Linked DNA regions of Sus scrofa: region 1 is linked to region 2. The links are chromatin contacts, called in public HiChIP or PLAC-seq maps. All regions are on one chromosome and are shown on one strand. The core of a region is the stretch at or near the end of the contact, and the rest is flanking DNA. Distances in the headings are between cores, read along the strand shown.

Region 1 (6,852 bases), core at 1,572-4,071, 66 kb after region 2:
GCTCACAGCACCCAGCCTGGAGCAGCAGCTCCATCCACCTCCAAGGGAATGAATGCTCTGATATGAAGGCACCCAGAAGTTCCAACCGAAGCTTGGAAGAGGGCTGGTGATGGAGACACAGAGCTCAGAGGCTGACAGGGGTCACGGTGCCACAGGGAAGGATGCAATCATCAAAGGTGGTACCAGACGAGAGGCAACCAGGGAGGGTGGAGCTCACTCTGGGCGGGAAGAAAAGATGGAGGAGGAGGTGGTAGAGGCATCAGGCAGGTGCAGAGCCCTCAGAGGTGACCAAAGAGTGAATGGAAAGGAGAGGTCAAACTGGAAGAAAGCCCCTGGGGGCTCTGTAAGGGAGAAGGTCAGTGGAGCAGACCCAAGGGATGGGCGGCAGCTAGCGGAAGCTGCCACTTCCTCCTCTTAGGGAAGCTGGCTGGATGGGAAGGCGAGGATGTGGTATTTAGAATAAGAGATTTCCACATGCTGGGTGGATAGAGGGGCAGGAATGACTAAAGCAGCAGCAAGAGGCCAACGAAGTCAGAGAGCAGGGATAGGTGGCCCGAAGATCTGGTGAGTGAAGTTCACAGAGCTGAGCCCCGGGAAGAATGCCAGGCTCCTGGTTAGGGCGTTGTAGTCTCTGCCTTCCCTGACCGTGGAAGACACCTTGGAAGAAGCTCCTGGGCACCGTCTCCCTGGGAGGTGGGCGGGACTGCTGGCCAAAGGTCAGGGCAGAGGCAGCTCCACTGAGGAAATGGAGAAGGACCAGCGTGGAGGGGAAGGAACTGGGAGGAGCAGCCAGCTGTCCCCTTCTCCAGGCTGCTGGGCATAGAGCTGGACCCACGAGCAGCCCTGAGGACCAGCTGCCCCACGGGCGAGGGGGGAGCAAGACAGGCTGCACCTGCATGCGGAGCCTTGGGGAAGGTGAGCTAGTGAAGGGCCCTGAAGGTCAATTCCACGGTTGAGGGAGAAGACTTTCAAAGAGATCAGCGAAGTCGGAGGGGCAGGGACCCAAGGAGACAGTATTTCGTGGCTTTCAGGAAGGGAAATTGGGAGGCAGTCAGGAAGATATCACCAAGAACGAGGAAGGGTGTGTGCAAGTTCCTGAAGAGGAAAAAGCAGCTGAATTTAGCAGCCTGGGTGGCGGGGGGGGGGGGGGGGGGGGGCGGGGGGTGAAGGTCAAAAGTATCAAAGACTTTACAACAGCCCAAGGCTGGAGACTCAAAAGCCTAGGTCCTGGGCAGGGGGATGGGGGCCAACAAGGAGTGTGGTTATGACCAAAAGCTGGTTTTGAACCAGGCTGTGCGACTTACTAGATGTGCCACCCTGGGAAAATTATTTTGTCTCTGTGCCTCATTATCTCCATCTGCGAAATGGGGAGAATGCTACTTTATAGGATCGGTGTAAAGTTTAGACAATTCCTATGTACAATGTTCAGAAGCATATCGGCGTCTACAGGGAACCTCCCAATTTTATTTTTCAGTGGCCTCTATCCAGTGGTGGGTGAATGCCAGAGGGGCTGGCTGCGGGCGAGGGGCATCTGCCTCTATGGGTTTAGGCCAGGGTTGTAGAGCTGCAGCGTCCTCCCCGCCCCCCACCTGCCCCCCGACCAGGGATAGTGCAATGACTGGGGGACAGACTTGTGACACCTGCCCAAAGACTGCTGCCGGGAAGGCCTAGTCTCCCTGGGAGAGCGGGCAGAAGGTCAGGGAGGTTGGACAGGGGCTAGACCTCCTCTGCGCACAGTCACGCGTCCTAGGTTTTACAGATCAACCCAGATTTCGAAACCTCTGCTCCCTGGTACCCAAGAGGACAGCAGAACTCATTGCCCCACACCCTAAAGTCCAGTCACGGCAAATACAGGACTCCGTTCTGAGACTGCATTCCTTGCCAATGACTCTCTGGCCAAGGAGAAGGCTACTTTTACCAAGGGCAAGGGGGATAGCCTGGGCCTGCAGAGGTGCTCACTCAGTCTCAGGCAGACAGAAAGCCAGGGAAGGTGACAGACCAGGGGTAATCACGACCCCTAACCTTGAGACATATGGGGGGGGGGCGGTACTTGAGAATTTAAATGCAGCTTCCTCTTTAAAATCTGCCAGGACCAGGCCCTTTGCTGCGCCAGAGTTCTGCTCTAACTCACAACAGGGGGTAGAAGGAGGTGGCTTCTGCCTGGCCCTCCCTGCTGGGACCCCTCCTCGCCAGGCAGCTGCTGTCAAAGGCTCAATTTCCCCCTCTGCCCAGGAGACCATTGGCCCAGGCGCTCCTTCCTAACCTCGGGCCCACCCCACCCGGCCCGGGCCCCGGGGGTGGGGGAAGCAAACTGCCCAGGGGCTTACGAGATGGGAGGGCCGGAAACGGCAGCCTTCAGGGGAGCCCTGCGGATGCCAGGGACCTCTGCCAGGGGAGGGGGCGGCGCTGACCGGCACGTAGTTCCCCAGTAGTGTCCGGCTTCCCTGGCCATTGAAATCAGATAGGTGGCCCCGAGGCTGTTCTGATCCCAGGGGACATGCCGCCCGCTTCCCCTGCTCGGCTCAGGCTGGACGGTGCAGGGGGCGGCGAGGGGAGAGGGTAGAAAAGGGGTGGATCGCCGGGGCCCGGCCTCCCCGCGCCCCCCAGCGGGGCGGGGCAGGGGGATCCCAGACGCGGCACCCGAAACGACTGGTCAGGCGGACCCCAAGAGCCCAGCTCGCCCCCTGCCCGCCGGAGCCCCGGACTCACCGGCCTAGCGGAGGCAGGATCCCGGTGTCGCCGCAGTGCCCGGGGCTCGGCCCGGCCCGGCCCGCTGGCGGGAGGCTGCTCCACGCCGCTGCCTCCTCGGCCCGCCCCGCTCCAGCCCCTCCCGCACACTTTCCACAGGAAATGATTAACTCGAGGCCGCGGCGCGTTCCCATGGCAACCGGCTCCGACCCTGGGGGTGGGGGGGCGGCGCGCTCGCTCCTGCACACACTCACACACTCACACGCGGGACCGCCCACTTCGACAGACCCTCCCGCTGGGTCTCCCCAAGCCCCCCGCCCCCCCCCCGCACATGCCTGTGCACACATGCGTGCTCATCCGGGCGCACACGCACCGTCCTACGTGCTCACATATGCACGGCACTCACATATATTTGCACACATGCTCTAGGGAGTCTACATGAAGGCACTCACATTCTCACACACATTCCCACGCTCATTTCAACACGCATGCTTTTGCACTTACACTCAGACGCACCTCCTCACTTTCACACGCACTGCACTAGTTACTGCTCACACACACACTTCTCACAAGTGCTCCCTTGCTGCCCTTCGCATGCTCTCACAAACTCCAGTACACGTTTACTTGACTTCATAGCACACACACTTACATACTCTAGCTAGTACCTATGCACACTTGCACATTCTCACACACTCACGTTACCCCATGCTTTCTCACAAATGCTGTACACACTCCTTAGGATACACACCCACTTGCACACATGCATGTTCTCACATGATGGCCAACTCTTTCTCACACTCCAGCCTACGCGTGCTTTTAAACCCCGGGACACACTTTCACATATGCTCTAGTTAGCACATGCATAGTGTCACACGTTAGCACAGGCATTTTTCACGTACATCATCTTGCTAGCTCTAAAAGGAGTACACAGGCCAGGTTGCCTCCCAGCCAGGGCACCACCTGCTGTCCCCCACCCTCCTTACCCCTTCCACAGCCCCCTTTCCAGAGCAGAGATGTTTGAGATTCTTTAAGGTAAAATATTCCTTTAAGCTCCCGTGAAAACATGTACAGAATGTAGCTGCTCTGGAGCAAGCAGCAGCTCCCACTGCAGCCCCGGAAGCCCCCTCCCCCCCCATAGAATGCCCCAGAAGAAGCCTGGGGGAGGCTAGGGAGCCGACCAGCCAAGGAGAGACAGCTGACCCGGAGGAGCCACTCTGTTCTTTGTCTCCCAAACAGAGGCAGCATTTACTCCAGAGTCAGCAGCAATATTCCCCCTCCAGGGTGCGGAAGGAGGAGAGAGGAAAGAAACTCAGAAGCCAGCCTAGTGCAGGCTGATGGTTCCGAAGATAATCCGAGGGGGATGCGCGTGCTGCCCCTTCCTGCTTAACTGGGGAGGGGCCAGGAGAGGACTGGAGGGGCCCATGCAGCTCCAGATGGGTTCTGTCTCCTACCGCTGGGCAGGCGCTGGGCTAGTGGTCAAGAATCTCAACCAGAGACAGAGCCAAGGTTCTGGGCCTCAGATTGTTCTGGATGCCAGACCAGGCCAGACCAGGACACTCACAATCCCTCTAATAAAAGTGAGCTCCAGGGAATTCCGGTTGTGGCTCAGTGGTAACGAACCTGACTTGCATCCATGAGGATGCGGGCTCCATCCCCGGCCTCCCTCAGTGGGTTAAGGATCCAGCCTTGCGGTGGCTGTGGTGTAGGTCAGCAGCTGCAGCTCCGATTGGACCTCTAGCAGGACCTCCAAATGCCGCAGGTGCGGCCCTAAAAAGAACAAAAACTGGGCTCCAGCGTTCTATTTTCTCACTGAGATGCCTCAGCAAAGGCGCAATAGAGGGGGCAGGTCACTCTCCAGGAATGGCTCCCTGGAGAGTTAGATTTCTAGCCAAGAACCCTGGAGAAGCCTCCCAATGGGTGAGCAAGCCATCACTGGAGAGCTCTCTTCTCTGAATTCCCTTGCCAGCCTCCAGACAGCAGGGATCAGGAGGATAGGAGGGCCGGAGGACCGCAGATTTTTTCTAGATTCCTGACCAAGTATCTTTCTTTGTTATCCGACTGGGGAGGGGTGCGGTGGGGGTGTCTGTCTTTAAAGTCCTGATATAGAACCGGAAGCCTTGTCTTAATTGTAGCTGGTACATTGACATGAACTGCAGGTTCCTTCTGACAAAGCCGAAGCCAGATTTCTAAATTAATAATAACATTTATTGTTCTTTTTCTCTGATTACTGAAGTAATAGATGTTCATTGTAACCATAATCCCACCCACTAAAGATAAATGCTGCCAACATTTTAGTACAGTCTTTTTTTTTTTTTCTCTCCATGCACATAATAGCTACCATTTATCCACAGCTAACACTGTGCCAGGCGCTGCGCTGAGCGCTTTAAAAATAAGATCCTGTTTAACCCCAAACACCCTATGAGGAGAGTACTGTCACAGCCCCCATTTTCAGGAGGGAAAACTGAGCCTCCTAAAGTTCATTCACAAACCTCGTGGGTGTTAGAGCCGAGATATGAACCCAATAGTTTGTGTGTGTGTGTCTATGTGTGTGTGTATATATATATATATATACACATATACTTGTATGTATACACACACACATATAGACACACACACACCGTATAGTATTATACACACACACACATACATACATGCAGTAGCTTATAAAGTTCAAAGCACCAGTGAAGGAAAGAGAAAATTGAGACATTTAAGGAAGAATTTTCTGAATTCTAGCAAAACTCTGACTTGAAATGCAAAGGCAAATTGCTTCATGATTGTTGGAATTTAGAGATTGCACCATGCCAGGAATTACATACCGATGACTTCAAGGTCATCTCTAACCCAGAAACTTCACTGATGGTTTGATAGGGAGGCTGCCAACTCTCCCTGGCCACACAGAAGGTGAAGCCTTTGCCAGAAACCTGGCCACCCAACGCTGAGGTGCTGAACCTATGAGGACTCTTGGGTTCAGCCTTTGACCTTGACCTCCTGCCTACCTTCTGGCAGAGGCATAGGTGTCTCAGGGAGACCCACAAAAATGCAACGGGCGGAACACTGCGGATCTCTGTCCACATCTGTTCCATCTCCTAGACAGTGGGGAAGAGCGTCATTTTTGTTTAAAGAGCTTGAAACCCCTTAACTCTCGGGCATCCATCGGAGAGAAAGCTAAGGGCCAGAGAGTTCTGCCCAGAGGGCAGCAAAGAGGGGGCGATGACAAGCCAGATCGTGTTTAATCTCATTCTTGTAGCAACCCAGGGGAAGGCATGCATACGACTTACATGATTTTTGAGTTTTAATGACCCCAGTTGAGACTCCAGGCCCTTGCAGTGCTCCTCGCCCTGCTCAGAAGGCCTCTCTCCTCACCCCACTCCCTCCACCCACCTTTACCTGGCCGCCTCCTGCCCGTCTTTCAAGTCTTTCAAACGTAGAGGTCACTTCAGGGATACTAGTCAGGTTCTTAACCCACTGAGCCACAATGGGAACTCCAAAGACCACCTTCTTTGACCCTCCCAGGGACACGGTCCCCTGACTGCTCACCTCCCCACCACCGGATTGTAAAGGCCTCTCCTGTCTATACCATCATCACCTCCTTGAGGGCATCACCTCTCCGTCTACACCATCACCACCCTTTCCTGACTCGATCACAAGGAAGCTCTGACAAAGACTCAGATCCTACGGGCACTAGATTCCTGGCCTCATGTCAGCTGTCCCTGAATAAATAACTAGCTCATGCACCATTCGGAAGGGAAGAACAGGATGCATCAGGCATATCCAAACAAACTTTCTTCCCATGTAAACTAATAATTCTTTTTTTTTTTTAAACAGGAGAGAAAATTGAGACACTGATGGAGGTTAGTAAAGCAAACAGTGACTGAGTTTGCATCTCCTTTTTTTTTTTTTTTTTTGGTCTTTTTAGGTTGCACCTGTGGCATATGGAGGTTCCCAGGCTCGGGGTTGGATCAGAGCTGTATCTGCCAGCCTACACCACAGCTATGGCAACACCAGATCAGAGCCGCATCCATGACCCACACCACAGTTTGTGGCAACACTGGATCCTTAACCCACTGAGTGAGGTCAGGGATCGAACCTGAATCCTCATGGATCCCAGTCAAGTTCTTTACCTGCTGAGACACAACAGGAACTCCGCTAATGATAAATCTTATC
Region 2 (6,678 bases), core at 53-2,552:
CTCCCTATACCCAACTGAGGACCATCCACTCAGGTACCTGGCCTCACTGCCACACCCCCTCTGCAGCCCTGTCTGTTCCTGCTTCTCATGATTTTCCTGTAAATAAACACACTTGTAATTTGCCATTTGTACATCATTTCACAGGCTTCAGCACCAGCCCTATTCTCCTTCCCTTCTTTATCTATGACCTGGGATGGCCTTTGCACGTCCTGCCTTATTTAATACAACAATGCCATCCCCATTTCACACAGGGCTTATTAGTGGCTGATAAGAAGAGGAGCTAGGCTTCAGTCCCTTGCAGTCTAGTGTTAAGACCTCAAGTCGTGGGCTTGCCATTTCCACTGTGTGAGTTGGGCCACCCTCGCCATGGGGCATGGGGTGGGGGCGGGGAGGTAATGTGTGTGTGTGTACAGGGACCCTAATTTTGCAGACAGCATATTGGAAATTCTGAAAATGTAATCTGTCCAGAGCTGCTTGGCTGTCTCAGTCTTGACCTCTGCTCAAACCTCATGGGACAGGATATCTTTCAAACACGACCACAGTGGCTCCCCTCCCAAGACATTTTGTGACCCCCGCCTCCGTTCCTCTGGCTTCTGCGGATAGCGGCCCTTCCCTAGGCCCACCCCACCTACAAGCCCCAAAGGAGGTCGACTTTTCTCCGATTCCTGGTTGGTGGTCCCGCTAGGGGTGCAGTCCACTCTTCCATTCGTCGAAGCCGCGGCCGTAGGCACAGCCCTTCCCGGCTCCACGACTGACTCGGAGCCGGAATCAGACTCCGTTTCCCTCTAGGCTTCCGGTGGGGGGTCCAAGCCGGCATCAGAGCCAGAGAAGAGAGGGAAAACCCTCAGACAACAGCAACACCGCCTCCCGAGCAAAGTGGAGCAGTAGGAACTACAGCAAAGTGATGACTGAGACCAGCTCCCCGCTTCGCCCCAACCCGAAATGAAAGGATCCCGGCTTCACGCCGCTCTCGATGTCTCCTTCCCATTGGCTATCCGGGAATTGGTTTTCCAATAATGCGGAAGTTGATTGGTCAATCTGGGGCGGTTGCTAAAGCGATTGGTGCAGCCGCCATTGGAAGGCGTCTCGAAATTCGAGGAAGAGATGGACAGTGGAGGAAGGGGTAAGCCTGAGGCAGAGGCGGAACCAAGGAAACTGCAGCTCGCATTGGTTCACTGAGGCAGAGGGGCGGCTCCTGAACGCTCCTTCCTCATGATTAGTCCAAGTCAGGAAAAGAGGGCGGGTACTTAGGGAAAGCGGCAGAAGCGCCTTTTTCTATTGGTCAAGTCTGGAGAGAGGCGGATCGCTCGCGGCTGCTGATTGGTGCGGGAGGTGAGGAAGGAGGGGCTCTGAGCCGGAGGTTTTGTTGTGAGGGTCGGTTGTCAAGCAGCAGCCAATCAGGCTAGGGGATGGAGGTAAGTAGGGGTCGCGCTTGGAGCAGAACCTCGGCCTCCGGACCCGCAGCTGCAGGTGGAGTGGGTGAGCGGACGAGAAAGCGAGGGGAAGATGAGCCCTGGACTAGGCCGAGTCAGGCAGGGCCAGACCAGGCTGCGGCGGAGAGGGCTCCGGGCGGAGGGAGGCTGGAGCCTGCTCCCCGCAAGCGAGAGGAGTGGGAGGATTAGGCGAGGCGGAGGGACCAGCCCCAGTTTCGGGAGGGGCGGGACCAGCGTGGAGGCCAGAGACGACAACCGGGGAGGCCGGAAGCAGAGCCGGAGGTCTGCAGGAGGAGGGGTTATGAAGGGGAGAGTCAATGAATGGGGATACTGATAGCGAGGGGAAAGGGTCTGGCGGGGCAGAGGCCAAAACAGGATGTGCTAGCGAGGGAGACACAGGCGGCAGTGAGGAGGAGTGAACGCTGGGGACCCCAGGAGAAAAGGGACAGGGAGGAGATGGTTCATGAAGAGGTTTGGAGGAAGGAGGTAGGAGGCTCCATGAGGTCGCCTTTTAGAGTTGAGGAGTCACTCCGACTCATGCCCACCTGGAAGCCTCGTTCGCAGCACTGCCCTTGAGAAGTGCAGGCACCTGCAGTAGTTACCTTGACACAGATTAGATCCCACAGGCCCTCTTTGAGGGTCTCCCTACAGAAGACTTCAGTACCTATCTCTAGGGTGCCTCGTGAGCCCCTAAACTTAGCCTGTGACTCCACCCCCTTCCCATACGTCAGATGAAACAGTGACTCCCAGAAATCTATGGGAACTGCAGACATGTGGTCTTCCCCGCCCCACTGCGGCTCCTGCACATTAGGCAGCCGGCCTCCTGGAACAGAGCCTCCACCATCATCTGGCCTCTGGGATAGACCTTTTTCCTTGTGTTCCAAGTCACCTTGCCTGAGGTGCCCTCCATCCAGATCCTCAAACACAATTTGCAGTCGGGCCTTGGCTTTGGTGGGTGTCTGTCTTTATCAAGTGCCCTTGGTGATCCAGGGAGCTGCAGCTCCAGTTTTCCAAACCTAGGGACCCCCTGAATTCCCATTGAGTGTTTGCTAACAAGCCATCACCTCTGTTTGTGTTCCAGCCTAGTGTTGAGCTGAAATGGCTCAAGCCTGATGTTCCATGACCCAGGATACCAACAGGCACGCACGGGCTGCTGCTGTGGATGCTTTAAAACCACAAGGTGGTACAGGCCTGGAAGACCAGACATTCCCTCTGCCTGGATGTGTGGAAACTCCCTGTCAACTTGATTGGCGGATCTGGGGGGGATCCACCCCCACCCACAAGGAAAGCAGTCTGTTTTGTGGGTGCAGCTTTGGGTGCCTGCAAGCTGAAGGATGGCCACCCCTGTGGTCACCAAGACGGCCTGGAAGCTGCGTGAGTGATGTTCTTGTTTTCTTTCTCCCCCCATCACCCTAGTATTACCCTATTAGCCATTTGTTTCTGGGTGGCCTGAACCCCCAGCCTTGTCTCCTGTTCTTGACGCAGGGGAGACTCCCAGGCTTTGAAGTAAAATAGACCAAGATGCAAATCATGATTTTGGCACTTCTCAGCTGGGTGCTGTTGGCCGGGTGACCTCACCTCTCTGAGGCTCAGTTTCCTGTCTGTACAATGAGATAATCATACCTCCACTCTAGAGTGAGATTCAAGTGAGAAAATGAACATAAGGAAGCACTTAGCAGAATTTCCAGCTAGGCTGGCAGGCAGGATGGGGCAAGAAATCCTGAAAGGTGTTCTCAGTATCTTCTGACATCCCACAAGTCAGGCTCCCTGATCCTCTTGGGATGGGGGTGGAGATGAGAAGGTAGGCAGAGGGATGCTGATGATAGGCTCTCGAATGTACCTGAGCCCGGGAACCACCCACCCCCACTCCTCTATACTGACAGCTCTGAAGTCTTTCATCTTAGGACCTCTTTATACTCTTTTTTTTTTGTCTTTTTGCTATTTCTTGGGCCGCTCCCGTGGCATATGGAGATTCCCAGGCTAGGGGTCCAATCGGAGCTGTAGCCACCGGCCTACACCAGAGCCACAGCAACGTGGGATCCGAGCCGCGTCTGCAGCCTCCACCACAGCTCATGGCAACGCCGGATCGTTAACCCACTGAGCAAAGGCAGGGATCGAACCCGCAACCTCATGGTTCCTAGTCGGATTCGGTAACCACTGCGCCACCACGGGAACTCCCTGCACCTCTTTATACTCTTAAAAATTATTGAGGACCCCAAAGAGTTTTTGTGTATAGGAGTTACATCTATCAATGTTTACCATGGTGGAAATAAAACTGAGACTTTTTTTGGCCACACCTGCAGCTGATGGAAGTTCCTGGGCCATGGATCAAATCTGAGCCGCAGCTGCAGCCTATGCCACAGCGGCAGCAATGCCAGATCCTTAACCTGCTGCACCACAGTGAGAAATTCAATACGGAGACATTTTAAAGCACAAGGACGCACAAACATGCCCCTAGTGATGATGCCATCATGTCATGTATCTTCAGGGAAACTCTGCTGTATTCTTGTGAGCAAATGAGAATGTAAAAATCAAATTCCACCTTAGTTTTATGATCAAAGTTGTTTTGTTCTCTCAGATCCCCTGAAAGGCTCTTGAGGATCCCAGAATTCCCCAGATCGTATTTTGAGAACTGTAGCTCTGCATGTGGTTGCCTCTGCGGGCCGTACCCCACCTGTAATAACTGGATGGCATAGATCTGGTGTTCAGACAGGTCACCCTTTACTGTAAGCTGCCCTTGGGCTGTTTTCAGAAGCCAGGACAAGACTTCTCCACTTATTAACTCTGAGAACCTGGGCCTTGGCATCCTCATTTTAAATGACAAGAGGATTGGGCCATTTGCAAACTGTTCCTCAGCCCCTAGGGTTCTGGGAGAATCCTCTTACGGGCTGCCAAGGAGGGTGCACTTTGGACATAGCAGCTTTGTATTTATTGGGGTTATGTGTCTATACCTTCAACAGCTGGTTTTTTCTGAGAAACCAGGAGAGAACCTGGCAGAGGGAGGGCAAAATAGCTAAGGTCTCTCTGCTGTGGGGCTCAGAGCCTGGGGAAAGCAATAGGCAGGAATGAGATAATCACACCCAGCCATTTCTCCTTTTCTGATTCTAAGCAGAAACAAATGCTTTGAATCAGTGAACTAGATGTGGGGGTGGGGCATGGGGAAGTGCTGTGCCTGAGCCTCCTGTGCAAAGGCCCTGAGGCAGGAAGCTTGGTGCGATGGAAGGTCTCAAAGGAGGCCATGGGCAGTGACGTAGCAGTGTGGAGAATGTGGTGCCCCATAGGCTGGCAAGGTCTTCAGGGACACATGTCCACAGGACCCTGGCCCTTCTGAGGCTTTGGCTTTATCTGAAAGGCAAGAGCAAGCCATCAAAGCATTCAAGTGGGAGGTGATGTGATCAGGCATATTGAGCATCTGCTGACAGTTTCATGTGCACGGCAGTTTCCGCAGGTATAAATTGTCTGAAGAATCCAAGGCGGAATGACCCCTGGCTCCTTGTGGCTCTAGAATCTGGGGAGGATCAGAAGGTGTCTGGCCAGCATGAGGCCCGGGTGAAGCCTAGTCTTTCGCACTTTCCGTTTGAGCTTCTGCCAGTGCTCAGTGTCTCTGGCCAGAATGCTGTGTTCCCCCAGCAGTGGCTGGGATGTAGGGCCCAGCTTGTGCCACCTGAGCCCGGGCAGCTGGCGTGGGCCTGTGACACAAGGTAGAGCAGCAGCCATCAGCCTGGCTTGCCAGTAGATGTGGTGAGGATTTTTTATTTGTTGGCATTTAAATTCGGTACCCGGTCCTGGCCATTGGTGAGTATGGTCCTTCAGGCCAGAAGGGGTGCTCTTGGGCCAGTGCCCTGTGCCAAGGCCTCCTCTGCCTGGTGCCTGAGGTGTGCCCACCTCCGCCCTCCCTAGTCCTTCAAGGAGCTCCTTTCAGTCCCCTGGTCAGGCTGCTTGCAGGGAAGTGGTCTGAGCCCTTCTAGGAAAGGGCCCAGCCTCCAAATTCTGCTCGCCCTCAAGTTTGTGGTTCTTCCAGCTGGGTGCTGTCCTGGGAACCATCTGATCAGGCCGTAGAGTGAAGACAGGAACCTAATCACTCTCCCTCCCCACCGTCCCTCGGCGCCAGGCCTAGAGCGGCACCTGGGAAAATGTACATATGGACGAATGGCTGTCCCCAGGGGTTAGAAGTCCTGAGGTACAGAGCGGGGTGGCAGTGCTCTCAGGAGGCCCAGGGTGGTGCGGCCTAGCCAGAATTTTCCTTGGGAAGGGTGTGAGCTGGGGTGGGCAGGCAGTCACGCCTCCAGGTGGGTCATACACAGAGGGCGGCGTGTGCAGGGAGCATCCAGAGAAGAGGAGGGGGCCCCCGGGCCGGGCACACAGTGCTCGGGGGGGGGGTGGTTTATGCTTTCTCTGGGCTGGGCAGCCAGTTTAGCCCAGCAGAAGCCCTTGAACAGACAAGTGTCTGCAGCCCGAGCCCCAGAGCACCTAGGCATCTGTGCCACTGTGTCCAGAGGACAGGGGGCTCTGTGGCTGAGGAGCGGACCGGAGAGAGACCCAGCTTTCTCGCCTCCAGGGGCAGGGTCCCTGAGGCCCCAGGTTACATTTGGGCCTGCTGCCAGCTCTCATCCTGCGGGGGCTGGGTGCCTGGGCTGTTGTCGGTGGGGTTGAGCCTGAGGCCTGGTCCCCTGGGCAGTACTGACAGCCCCTGTGAGCCATCCCGCCTGACAAGCAGCCTTCCTGGTCCCTGTCTGCTAACCTCCCTGCAGTCTGAGGCCGGCGCCACAGAGACCCCAGGCTGGGTGGAGGCAGGAGGGGCCTCTGCAGGGCCACCCTCTCTCTTGGAGTCATCCCTCGGAGTCACCCAGTCGGGCCTCTCGGCTGCCTGCCTCGGGGCATCAGCGTGTTGGGGTTTTCCCTCGTCTCTGTGAGGAGACCTGTTTCTTCCCTCCATGTTCTCAGGAGGAGCTGCTCAGGCTGTGGCTGGAGGCCTGGGCTGCCTCTTGGTTCCTTGCCCGCGGTTTGTTCCCTTGGGGCCCTGGTGATGCCCTCTGAGACTTAGGTCTGCAGCCCCCTAGTCCAGGCCACGGGCCCTCGTGGCTGCCCGTGGTGACCTTGCCTCCCATTCTGTCTCGTTGGCCCTCACATCCAGGCCCCCCAGTCGGCTCCCTCCTGCTCCCCTCTCACAGCCCACCCCCCTGAGCCCAGTGCCCGCTCTATGGCCTCAGCCTGCCTAGCAGCCACGGGCACTCAGCCCCCTCAC

The links. HiChIP or PLAC-seq counts read pairs in DNA pulled down with a chosen protein or histone mark.
Region 1: an H3K27ac HiChIP or PLAC-seq map of alveolar macrophages shows a contact between it and region 2. The contact joins the promoter of KIFC3 here to the promoter of KATNB1 in region 2. A contact is called at or near these places in 1 of 5 promoter capture datasets (fetal skeletal muscle), 3 of 47 Hi-C or Micro-C datasets (all in liver) and 1 of 2 datasets of contacts at active chromatin or transcription factors (alveolar macrophages).

The regions. Positions count from the first base shown.
Region 1 is chr6:19,693,283-19,700,134 of Sscrofa11.1, forward strand. It overlaps KIFC3 (kinesin-like protein KIFC3), which reads right to left and starts at 2,822. Exons shown (of 21, transcript XM_021093927.1): 1 at 2,710-2,822. LOC102160805 (a long non-coding RNA gene) reads left to right here. Exons shown (of 4, transcript XR_001309011.2): 1 at 1-915; 2 at 6,514-6,539.
Region 2 is chr6:19,629,053-19,635,730 of Sscrofa11.1, forward strand. It overlaps KATNB1 (katanin p80 WD40 repeat-containing subunit B1), which reads left to right and starts at 1,303. Exons shown (of 20, transcript XM_021093935.1): 1 at 1,303-1,415; 2 at 2,515-2,807. The coding sequence starts at 2,768. It overlaps DRC7 (dynein regulatory complex subunit 7), which reads left to right. Exons shown (of 18, transcript XM_021093921.1): 18 at 1-123.